Regions from separate parts of the Sus scrofa genome. Here region 2 is linked to region 1. Evidence: chromatin contacts called from public HiChIP or PLAC-seq data. All regions are on one chromosome and are shown on one strand. The core of a region is the stretch at or near the end of the contact, and the rest is flanking DNA. Distances in the headings are between cores, read along the strand shown. Region 1 overlaps DYM (dymeclin). Region 2 overlaps DYM (dymeclin).

The links. HiChIP or PLAC-seq counts read pairs in DNA pulled down with a chosen protein or histone mark.
Region 2: an H3K27ac HiChIP or PLAC-seq map of alveolar macrophages shows a contact between it and region 1. The contact joins two enhancer-like sites. A contact is called at or near these places in 2 of 47 Hi-C or Micro-C datasets (both in embryonic fibroblasts) and 1 of 2 datasets of contacts at active chromatin or transcription factors (alveolar macrophages).

Annotation. Positions count from the first base shown.
Region 1 is chr1:98,688,732-98,693,735 of Sscrofa11.1, reverse strand. All of the region lies in intron 16 of DYM (dymeclin), which reads left to right. Among named protein-coding and RNA genes, the nearest start is that of SMAD7, 150 kb to the right of the region's middle. Within about 2 kb of position 1,740, at least 1 of the 83 cell types and tissues checked has an H3K27ac peak or open chromatin away from gene starts, as enhancers often do. A contact at or near this core is called in alveolar macrophages, where this site is marked.
Region 2 is chr1:98,832,007-98,837,003 of Sscrofa11.1, reverse strand. All of the region lies in intron 13 of DYM (dymeclin), which reads left to right. Among named protein-coding and RNA genes, the nearest start is that of DYM, 190 kb to the left of the region's middle. Within about 2 kb of position 3,098, at least 6 of the 83 cell types and tissues checked have an H3K27ac peak or open chromatin away from gene starts, as enhancers often do. A contact at or near this core is called in alveolar macrophages, where this site is marked.

The DNA of each region.
Region 1 (5,004 bases), core at 491-2,990:
TTGTTGTTTCTTGATACGCTAAAGTCACCAGACTAGTGGCTTTCCAGCTTTTTTTGACCACCACCCATACTAAACAGTACATTTGACACATTTTTGTGTACAACTGAAACAAAAGCTTCATAAAACATAAATGTTTCATCTATGTGTCATGAGCTCAGATATTTCCTATTTTATTACTTTTCTTTCTTTTTTAAAAAATTTCCAGTCAGACCTGTTGAATTGATTACATGGGCCATTTTTATTTAGTGACTCCATTTAAAAATAATTCCAAGCTCAGTGATTTTCACAGTGTGATCCTTACACCAGCAGCATCAGCATCCCCTCAGAACTTATTAGAAATGGAAACTTTCGGGTGCTCCCCAGACCACCTGATTTGGAAAGCTCTGGGGCTGGCATCCAGCAGTCGCCCTCCAAGTGACTTCTGATGTGGGCTCAAGTTTAAGAAGCACAGCAGGAGTTCCCGTCATGGTTCCGTGGAAACAAATCTGGCTAGGATCCATGAGGATGCAAGTTCGATCCCTGGCCTCGAGCACGGGGTTAAGGATCCGGCATTGCCGTGAGCTGTAGTGTAGGTCGCAGACTTGGCTTGGATCCCACATTGCTGTGGCTGTGATGTAGGCTGACAGCTGTAGTTCCAATTAGACCCCTAGCCCAGAAACGTCCACGTCTTGGGTGCGGCCCATAAAAGACAAAAAAAGAAGAAGAAGCACAGCAGTAGATAATCCTCTCAGACACACCAGCACTCTCCATACTTAGGGCCTCTGCTCTGGCTTCTCCTTCTTGCCTCAATTGCTTCCCCTCCCCCAGATATCTGCACACCTTCAAGTCTTTACCCACATGAGCAAACGAAGACTCCCTGCCAGTGAGGCCGTCCCTGACCTCGGTGTTTATATTTCAGCACTCCCAATCCCCCTAATCCTACTGTAGGTTTCCTTTTCCCACAGCATTTATCACCTAGCACACTATGTAATCACTTGTTATTATTCTTTCAGATAATGTGAGCTCCAGGAAGTCAGGAATCTGTAACATTTTGTTCACAGATGTACCTGAAGGTCATATCTGGCACATGGTGGGCACTTTAATATTTGCTGAATGGAAGAGAAAGAGAAAAGAGGGAGGCCATTGATCACTAAGTGATGATCCCAGATGCTGCTTCAAGTAAACATTGTCTTTTGGAGAACAGCTCTCCATAGACTCTTGCAAGGTCAACTCTCTTCTCAAAATATTCTAGAGGAGAATAAGAGTAGAGGCCCTGGTCACTTTGCTGAAATAGATACATTTTTTAAGCCTGTAATGTTCTACACTCATGCATTCTTATAGCTGCAAAGCCCTAGTCCAAAGACCTTGTACTCCTCATCAGTAAGTTAATTACTATGTAAACTGGCCTCACTAAATTTTTAATCATTTCTCAGGGATTCTCTTCTTGGCTCTCACCTGCTGGGAGATTTTTAAGGAAACTCCATACTGTTTTCCATAGTGGTTGCATCAGCTTCCATTCCCACCAACAATGCGGGATAGCTCACTTTTTTCCACACCCTCTCCAGCATTTATTGTTTGTAGATTTTTTGTGAAGGGATGTTCTTAATTGAGCATATATGCCAAAAGTTTCTGAAAAGTTTTAAGGTGATATAAGACTTTTTAAAGAAACTGTCTTATTAAACACCAGTACAATTCCTTACTCATAGCAAAGTTGGTCATTTAGGGAAGCAAAACTCTTTCCTTATCATGGCTTTCATTTCTGGGGCAAGTTGGGAGGGGCAGTGATTGGCACATAACTAATCACACAGGGAAGCTGGTAAGCATCTTGCCACAGAGTTGAAGTTTTTTGTCCAGCATTTGTTGGTTTTAGAAGATCCAAACTCCTAAAACTCTAACATAGTTCTATGAAGAATGTGAATACGGTTGATATGTAACAGTGAGTTTGAGATAATTAATAGGCTAACATAACAATTTTTGTTTTCCTGTCAATTCAACACACCCAGTTCTTTATAGGAATCTTGCCTGGGAATTCTGAGAGCACTAAGAAGTACCTTGGACAATGAACACTAATTGGTAGGGATCTAATCCATTTTGAAACTTGGAAATAATGATATTGTCTTTAACTCAAGCACAGTTTGAAATAAGAATTTGGACAAATAGTTTGGGGGATTTCCTAATTTTTGACAAATACAGTGCTAGTTATTTGATTGTAAAGATATGCTCTTCTTAAAGAAAATCTAGTATGTAAAAACCCCAACATTAAAAAACAATAAATTATAGACTAATTGGCTGTGTCCAGGAAGAATCTTTGCTCATCAAAATGATTTCTCACGTGATCTTTCAAATAGAAAGGACCCTGTTACATTTAAATATGAAACAGTTTCCAAAAAGCGCTTAAAGTCAGCTTTTCTCTGGAATAGTTAAGTTAAACCAGACTGGTGTTTAGTATCAAATTATATTTTTGCCTTAAAATGAGATTGGAAGGAATGTATTTTAGACCCATTTTTAGAAGTATATTGAATCACAAGAATAGTAACTTGTTCATAGTCATGCATCATACCTAGAATTGTAATCAAGATCCCATCTACTGATAAATTCACCCTTTTTATTTTTTTACTTTTTAAATCGTGAGAAAGTGAAGATTTTTTTTTTTTTTTTTTTTTTTTTTTGGCTTTTGTTGTGGTTGTTGTTGCGGTTGTTGTTGCTATTTCTTGGGCCGCTCCCGAGGCATATGGAGGTTCCCAGGCTAGGGGTTGAATCGGAGCTGTAGCCACCGGCCTATGCCAGAGCCACAGCAATGCGGGATCCGAGCCGCGTCTGCAACCTACACCACAGCTCACGGCAATGCCGGATCGTTAACCCACTGAGCAAGAGCAGGGACCAAACCCGCAACCTCATGGTTCCTAGTCGGATTCGTTAACCACTGCGCCACGACGGGAACTCCAGAAAGTTAAGATTCATGTACTCACTCTTTAGAACAAGAAAAGGAACATTGCCAAGAGTGCAGAAGTCCCAGTATACGTACCCTGTCCACCTGTAAACACACACTGTCTTGAACTTGAAGATAATTGCCTTCTTTTTTTCTTCATAACTTTACCACCTGTGTGTATAGTCCCAAACAATATGGTTTCCCATTTTGAAACTTTTTATAAGTGGAATCATGCAGTTTATTTTCTTTTTTAAATGTTTTTATTAAAGTATAGTTGATTTACAGTGTTCCTTCAATTTCTGCTGTACAGCAAAGTGACCCAGCCACCCATACACGTTTCTTTTTTTTTTTTTCTTTTCATTTTCCATCATGTTCTAACCCAAGAGACCAGACATAACTGCCTGTTCTGTAGAGCAGGACCTCATTACCCATCTGTTCTAAATGTAACAGTCTGCATCTACCCACCCCAAATTCCCCATCAGTCGCCCTCTCTCCCACTTCCCCCTGGCAAGCACAAGTCTGCCATGATCTGTTTGTTTTATAGATACATCACTTCTGCCACATTTTAGATTCCACATGTAAGTGATACCTTATGGTGTTTGTCTTTCTCTTTCTGACTTACTTCCCTTAGTATGAGAATCCCTAGTTCCATCCATGTTACAAATGGCATTATTTTGTTCTTTTTTATGGTTGAGTAGTATTCCATTGTGTATATGCACCATATCTTCTTAATCCATTCATCTGTCAATGGACATTTGGGTTGATTCCACGTCTTGGCTATTGTGAATAGTGCTGCATGAACACAGGGTTGCATGTATCTTTTTCAGTGGAAGTTTTGTCCAGATAGATGCCCAGGAGTGGGATAGATGGATCATATGGTAGTTCTGTTTTTAGTTTTTAGTTTTCTGGAGTTCCTCTATATTGTTTTCCATTGTGGTTATACCAGTTTACTTTCCCAGCAACAGTGAAGGAAGTTTCCCTGATCTCCACACCCTCTCCAGCATTCGTTATTTGAGACTTATTAATGATGGCCACTCTAACTGGTGTAAGGTAGTATCTCATTGTAGTCTATTTAGGTCTTGTGACCATTTTTCAATTGAGTTATTTTCTTTTTTTGTTTTTTGTTGTTGTCGTTTGGTTTTGCTGTTGAGTTGTATCAATTGTGTGTATATTTTGGAGATTAAGCCTTTGTTGGTTACATCATTCACAAAGATTTTGTCCCCTTCTGTGGGTCGTCTTTTTGTTTTTTTAATGGTTTCCTTTGCTGTGCAAAAGCTTTTGAGTTACTATAGTTAGGTCCCAATGGTTTATTTGTCTTTCTTTTCATTATTTTAGGAGGTGGATTAAATAAGATGTTGCTGTGATTTATGTCAAAGGGCATTCTGTGTATGTTTTCCTCTAGGAGTTTTATATTATCTGGCCTTACATTTCAGTCTTTAATCCATTTTGAGTTTATTTTTGTTTATAGTATTAGAGAATGTTCTAATTTCATTCTTTTACATGCAGCTGTCCAGTTTTCCCAGCACCACTTATTGAAGAGACTATCTTTCTTCCACTGTATGTTCTTGCCTCCTTTGACTTAGATTAGTTGACCATAGGTACTTGGGTTTATTTCTGGGCTTTCTGTCCTGTTCCATTGATTTGTATTTCTGTTTTTGTGCCAGTACCTTACTGTTCTGATGACTGTAGCTTTGTAGTGTGGTCTGAAGTCAGGGAGCCCGATTCCTCCAGTTCCATTTTTTCTTTTCATTATTGCTCTGGCTATTCAGGATCTTTTGTGTTTCCATACAAATTTTAAAATATTTTGTTACAGTTCTATAAAGAATGTCATTGGTAATTTGATAGGGATTTCATTAAATCTGTAGATTGCCTTAGGTAGTATTGTCATTTTGACTATATTCTTCCCATCCAAGAGCATGATATATCTTTCCATCTATTTGTGTTATGTTTGATTTCTTTCATCAGCGTCTTATAGTTTTCCAGGTACAGGTCTTTTGTCTCTTTAGGTAGGTTTATTCCTAAGAATTTTATTCTTTTCGATGCAAGGGTAAATGGGATTGTTTCCCTATTTTCTCTGTCTGATCTTTCATTGTTAG
Region 2 (4,997 bases), core at 1,849-4,348, 140 kb before region 1:
TATTTTGAGTTCATTTTCACATATGGTACAAAGTATGAATCAGTGTTCATCTTTTGCATGTGGATATGTAATTTTTCCAGCAACATTTGTCAAAAAGATATCTTTTTTCTGTTGAATTTGGCAATTGTAGTACACGGGCGGTTTTTAAAGAATTTATGGAGATGAGCCTTTCACCATCAATGTTCTTCTTACCACCTATCAGAATGAATAATGGATGAAAAAGAAAGTTAATAAATAAAAAGGGCAATGGTAAAATTGGCAGCCATTTGAACACTGAAATGTTCCCTCCTCTACTGGTACCTCTGAGCTTTGGCCTTGTAACTGGAAGAGCCCAGGAGCATCCCTGTCCCTTCCCTGTTCCCTTGTCTTCTCCAAGTTTCTGCTCTGATGGTGGTCTGTCCTGAGATGATTACCATCTGAATCACAGAAGCCACAACTGCAAATTATTAAAGCCACATTTTTACCTTTATAAATCGATTTTATGTTGGAATGATAGATTTATAAACATCAAAGCATTCTTTAAACGAAGAATTATTTTGAAAGCAGCCAGAATCACTTGGATTCACAATAAGTCAGCACCTGTAAGCAGTGGAAGTGTGAAGGGAAACTTGCTTTCCTTTCTGGACAACAATTTGTACAGCAGATTTTGAATATACTTCATGTGTTAAGTCTTGCCATTTCAGAAACGATTAGGGCTGGTATTTTTGTTTTTTGTTTTCTTTATATTGTTTCAAGTTGTATGTTCTTGGAAACAACTGAAGTACTCTAAGAAGAGAGCAAGAATACTTAAAATCTGTGGTTTGAATGTGAAGGTAGAGTTTGGAGAACATTTTTGGAAAACCTCATTCTGCTTTGTTCTAAGACTGTTCTTGATGAGTAATGAGGAAAGTAGTTGAGGACAGCTAAGAGGTCTTTAAGTTTTCTTCCTGTTTGGAGTCTTCCATTTTAAGTAATGATGAAATTGATGTAGGTAGGATGGCCTGTCTGCTGCTGCTGTTGTCACCTCAGCTGTCAACCAGGTGTCAGGAGGAGGAGGAGGAGGTCCCCTAAGCCCACAGGGAAGGGGCTGTGATGATGTATAATCTCATCATCTCTAGTTGAATGGATATACCTTGCCCACTGTATTGGTTTCCTACAGCTGTTGTAATAACGTACCAGAAACTGGGAGCTTAAAACAATAGATATTTATCACAGGCTCACAGTTTTGGAGGCTAAAAGTGCAAAACCAAGATATCAGCAAGGCCACGTTTCCTCTGAAACCTGTAGAAGTATAATACTTGCTTTCTTCTTCTAGCTGCTGATGTTTGCTGTCATTCCTTGGCATTAGTTGGCTTACAGATGAATCACTTCAGCTTCTGCTTCTGTCATCAAATGGCCATTTTCTCCCTGTATGTTTCTGTCTCTCTTCTCATAAGAACACCAGTCATATTAGATTAAGTGCCCACCCTGCTCCAGTGTAACCTCATCTTAAATAATTATGTCTGCAACAGCTCTGTATCCAAATAAGTGACATCTGGAAGTACCAAGGGTTAGGCCTTAAACATGTCTTTTGGGACGATACAATTGGATCCATAATACCTACTTAAGATTCTTCTCCTGATACTTACTTGTTATAGTCTACAGTCATCTCTTCTGTCCCTATTCTTTACCGCTTTTTGTCATAGATTCATTACTTTGTCAATTAACAAATATATTGAATTGTATTGGCTTTTGTCATTTAGTTTTTAGTCTCTTTATATCTTGAATCTTTAACTACATTATAAGCTGCCTGATGGGTAACCATTAGTTAATTTCCTTGTATGTTACATACCAAGTAGAGATGAGTCACAGAGCTGTTTATTCAGATGCTAGGTAAATAAGTTAAATAGCTTCTATCATGATATAGATCATTCTTGTACCCTGTTTTTTCCCCTCTGTGAATTGTCGTAAAAACAAAGCACTTTGGAATGTCTGTCTTTCCATAGTAAGCTTTTTTTTTAAACCCCTTTTTTGATCTTTTTCATCCCATCTTTGCCATTTCCTATATCCAACAGTTATAACTTCTGTTAAAAAGGATATGAAGCCTTTCATAGGCATCTAGTTCTAGAATTAGGTAGGTTGTTGCTAATTTTGATCCAAAATAACATAAAGTCTTTCATAGAATGAACAAACTTTCATAGAATGAACAAAGTGATAGCTAGTAAGGTCTTCAGAACTATTTCAGGATGGCCAGCTCTGAGCTTAATCATGTCATCCCAGTTCTTTATTCCATAGAAAGAAAATAAAAAGTTTTTGTTCATTTAGGGAGGGTGATTAATACAATTAAATCTTTTGCACTTGTACAAAGTGGACAAATCATGGGATTCTTTTAAAACTAAAAAAAAATTTAGCAGTTAAGTCCTTATTATGTAAGTTCCTGTTGCCAGTGATTTATAGACCTTTGCTCTCTCCTAAGGAAGGAAGTAATTTTATGTTTATGGTTATGACTCTGAATCCCAGCCCAGCCTACAGTGGGATTGTCAGTGTAGTATAAATGCACCCAAACTCTCATAAACAGAATAACCTGTGGATCATTGAATATGGAACATTAATTTTTGTCAGTCTTCCTCCAGTGAATCAGTAAATACTGTGCTTGCCTAATGACAGTCATTGTGCTGGGTGCTAGGGAAACAGATATAAACATTCAGGATCTGCCCTCAGAAAGGTTGTGGTTGAGAGGGAAGATAGATGCGAAGACAGTTAATAACACGTTTTAAGTTGTATATTGTCAGTAAGCACAAGTCAAATGGGAACCTAGAATGGAAAGCACCAAAGTGAGCCTGAAGCAGTCAGGGAGAGCCTTACAGGAGAGTCATGCTTACAGAATGGAGGAAGAGGAGTTTGCCAAAAGTTCAGGAAGATGCAATGAGCATCTTCAGGTAGTTGGCAACAGGTGCAAGGACCCAGAGGCAAGGAACACATGGCCATCTTTTCCACCAGAAGGAGGTGTGCTGGTGTGTCTGTCAGTTACTGTGGCAGTAAGGCTGATACTTTTGTGAGGCTGATGAGAGCGTTGAGCGGGTGAAACCAAGATTACACTTTTCATCTCCACCCACCTACGCCAGTGAGCTTCTTCCGTTTTGCGATGACCACATTCCTTGACAGACAGCACCCATCGTCCTGGCCCGCCAGCTCACAGATGTGGGTTTAGTGGGTGTCACCACGCCCACTAAAGTGGGTGAAAGGATGAGGGAGTGCGGCTCTTTTCAGGGTATATCCATGACCACACTGAAAAATGACTCCAAGACAGTCTCCGAAAGAGTTTTTAGCCATGAAGACTTGTTCTTATTTTTAATGCCCTTAATAGATTTTCAACTCTTACAATCATATAGCATTTTATCTTGCGTGTATTTTTCCATCTCTGCTGTAGAAAGGTGCGACATAAATATTTAATCAGTCTCAACAGAAATTGGCTTTTTTTCACGGCTTCAGATTGTCTAATTTCACTGATCTAATACTTGTGGCACGTATGTTGAGAATTAAGTCTGAGAACTCACATTTTTTCAGAATTTTACAGTAGCTATAAATCTTTGTGCCTTTTTTGTTGAGTTTGTAAAATATAATGATCTTAGAAGTGAGCAAGCTTTTTGATGGTCATAAGATGTACTGAATATGTTATTTTGTACCTATTTCATTGTGAACCCAGTCTATCCATTACATCCTTAGTGTTTGTACCCCAGATTACTTAGTGTAGACTGATGTGTGTGCACTGAAGGACAGTTTTGAATCTAGTATATAGTCATTATTAATGTCCCCTGAAGACTAGATTTTTAGAAATAAGTCTCTTAATTTCAGAAGATGATGTATAAAGATAAGTTTAAAGACTCTCAGGCTGAGCTCTCTTTGATAGCTATTTCTATAATGATCATGTGCTTTGGGTCTTTTTTCCTTCAATCAACTCCACCTCCACTGGAACCAATTTGGCATCTGTGGGTGTCATCATTTTAATGTATGCTCTGTCAATCTACCACTCCACTTGACACAAGGAGGAAGGTAATGACATATAGAAATGTTTCTTTGAGAATATAAATTGTAAACAAATCCAATCAAGCAATTGTTTTCAAGTAAGTTTTCTTTTCTTATGAAATTTCCGTCAGCATTCCCTTCCTCTGAACTCTTAAGTTCCTGGAAAGAAAGTGTTAGAGAGGAGCTTGAAATGAATGTCTGTATTTGTGGTTTTTTAGACCTTGTTATTAGACCACAAGTAGGGCAGACAGCAACATGCTATTAACACGTTGAAATACAACTTCAAGCCATATAGCATAACTGTGCGTTGCTGGGAACCAAGCCGGCTCTACATTCCTGCATGGCCATGTTGGGCATTTTAGAGCAAATGTCTGCAGTGGAGAACCATGATGACGTTTTTTAAAAAATAGTTGCCTTGTCCAAAGTCAGAAGGCTTTTTAAATACATATGCCACGTAAAAAGGAATGGCTCTAATAAATTGATTTGTTTGTCCATACCTGTAATGTATATTATAGCATCATCTTTAAAACAAGGGATGTTGTTAAAACTTAATGAGTACCATGTAAATTTCCATCCGCTTAGTGTAATATTTTTAGATATTTGGTACATATGATCCTTACTTAGTGTTTACAAAGCTTTGCAAAAATTATTTTCAAGCGCCTTATTCCCTTTGCTTTGATAGTATGTAAAAATAAATGCCTTAAACTATTTTGTTTTCACAAAGGAGAATGAGATTCTATAAACTGTGGTCAGGTTTCCAAAGTTAAGATTCTCAAAAACGCTCTTGGAAATAAAATTTGTCCATTAAAAATAGTGTAATCCTATAGATACTACCTACCAACTTCATAACTGATTATAACAAATATTTTAAAATCAAGCAAGTACATTTACAAAAACATCATGTAAGTGCTATCCAAATTATCTGCCTATTTTTTGTTGCTTCCCCGCATTTTAAAAAATTGAAGCATAGTTGAAGTACAATATTAATATGTTATAGGTGTATAATATAATGA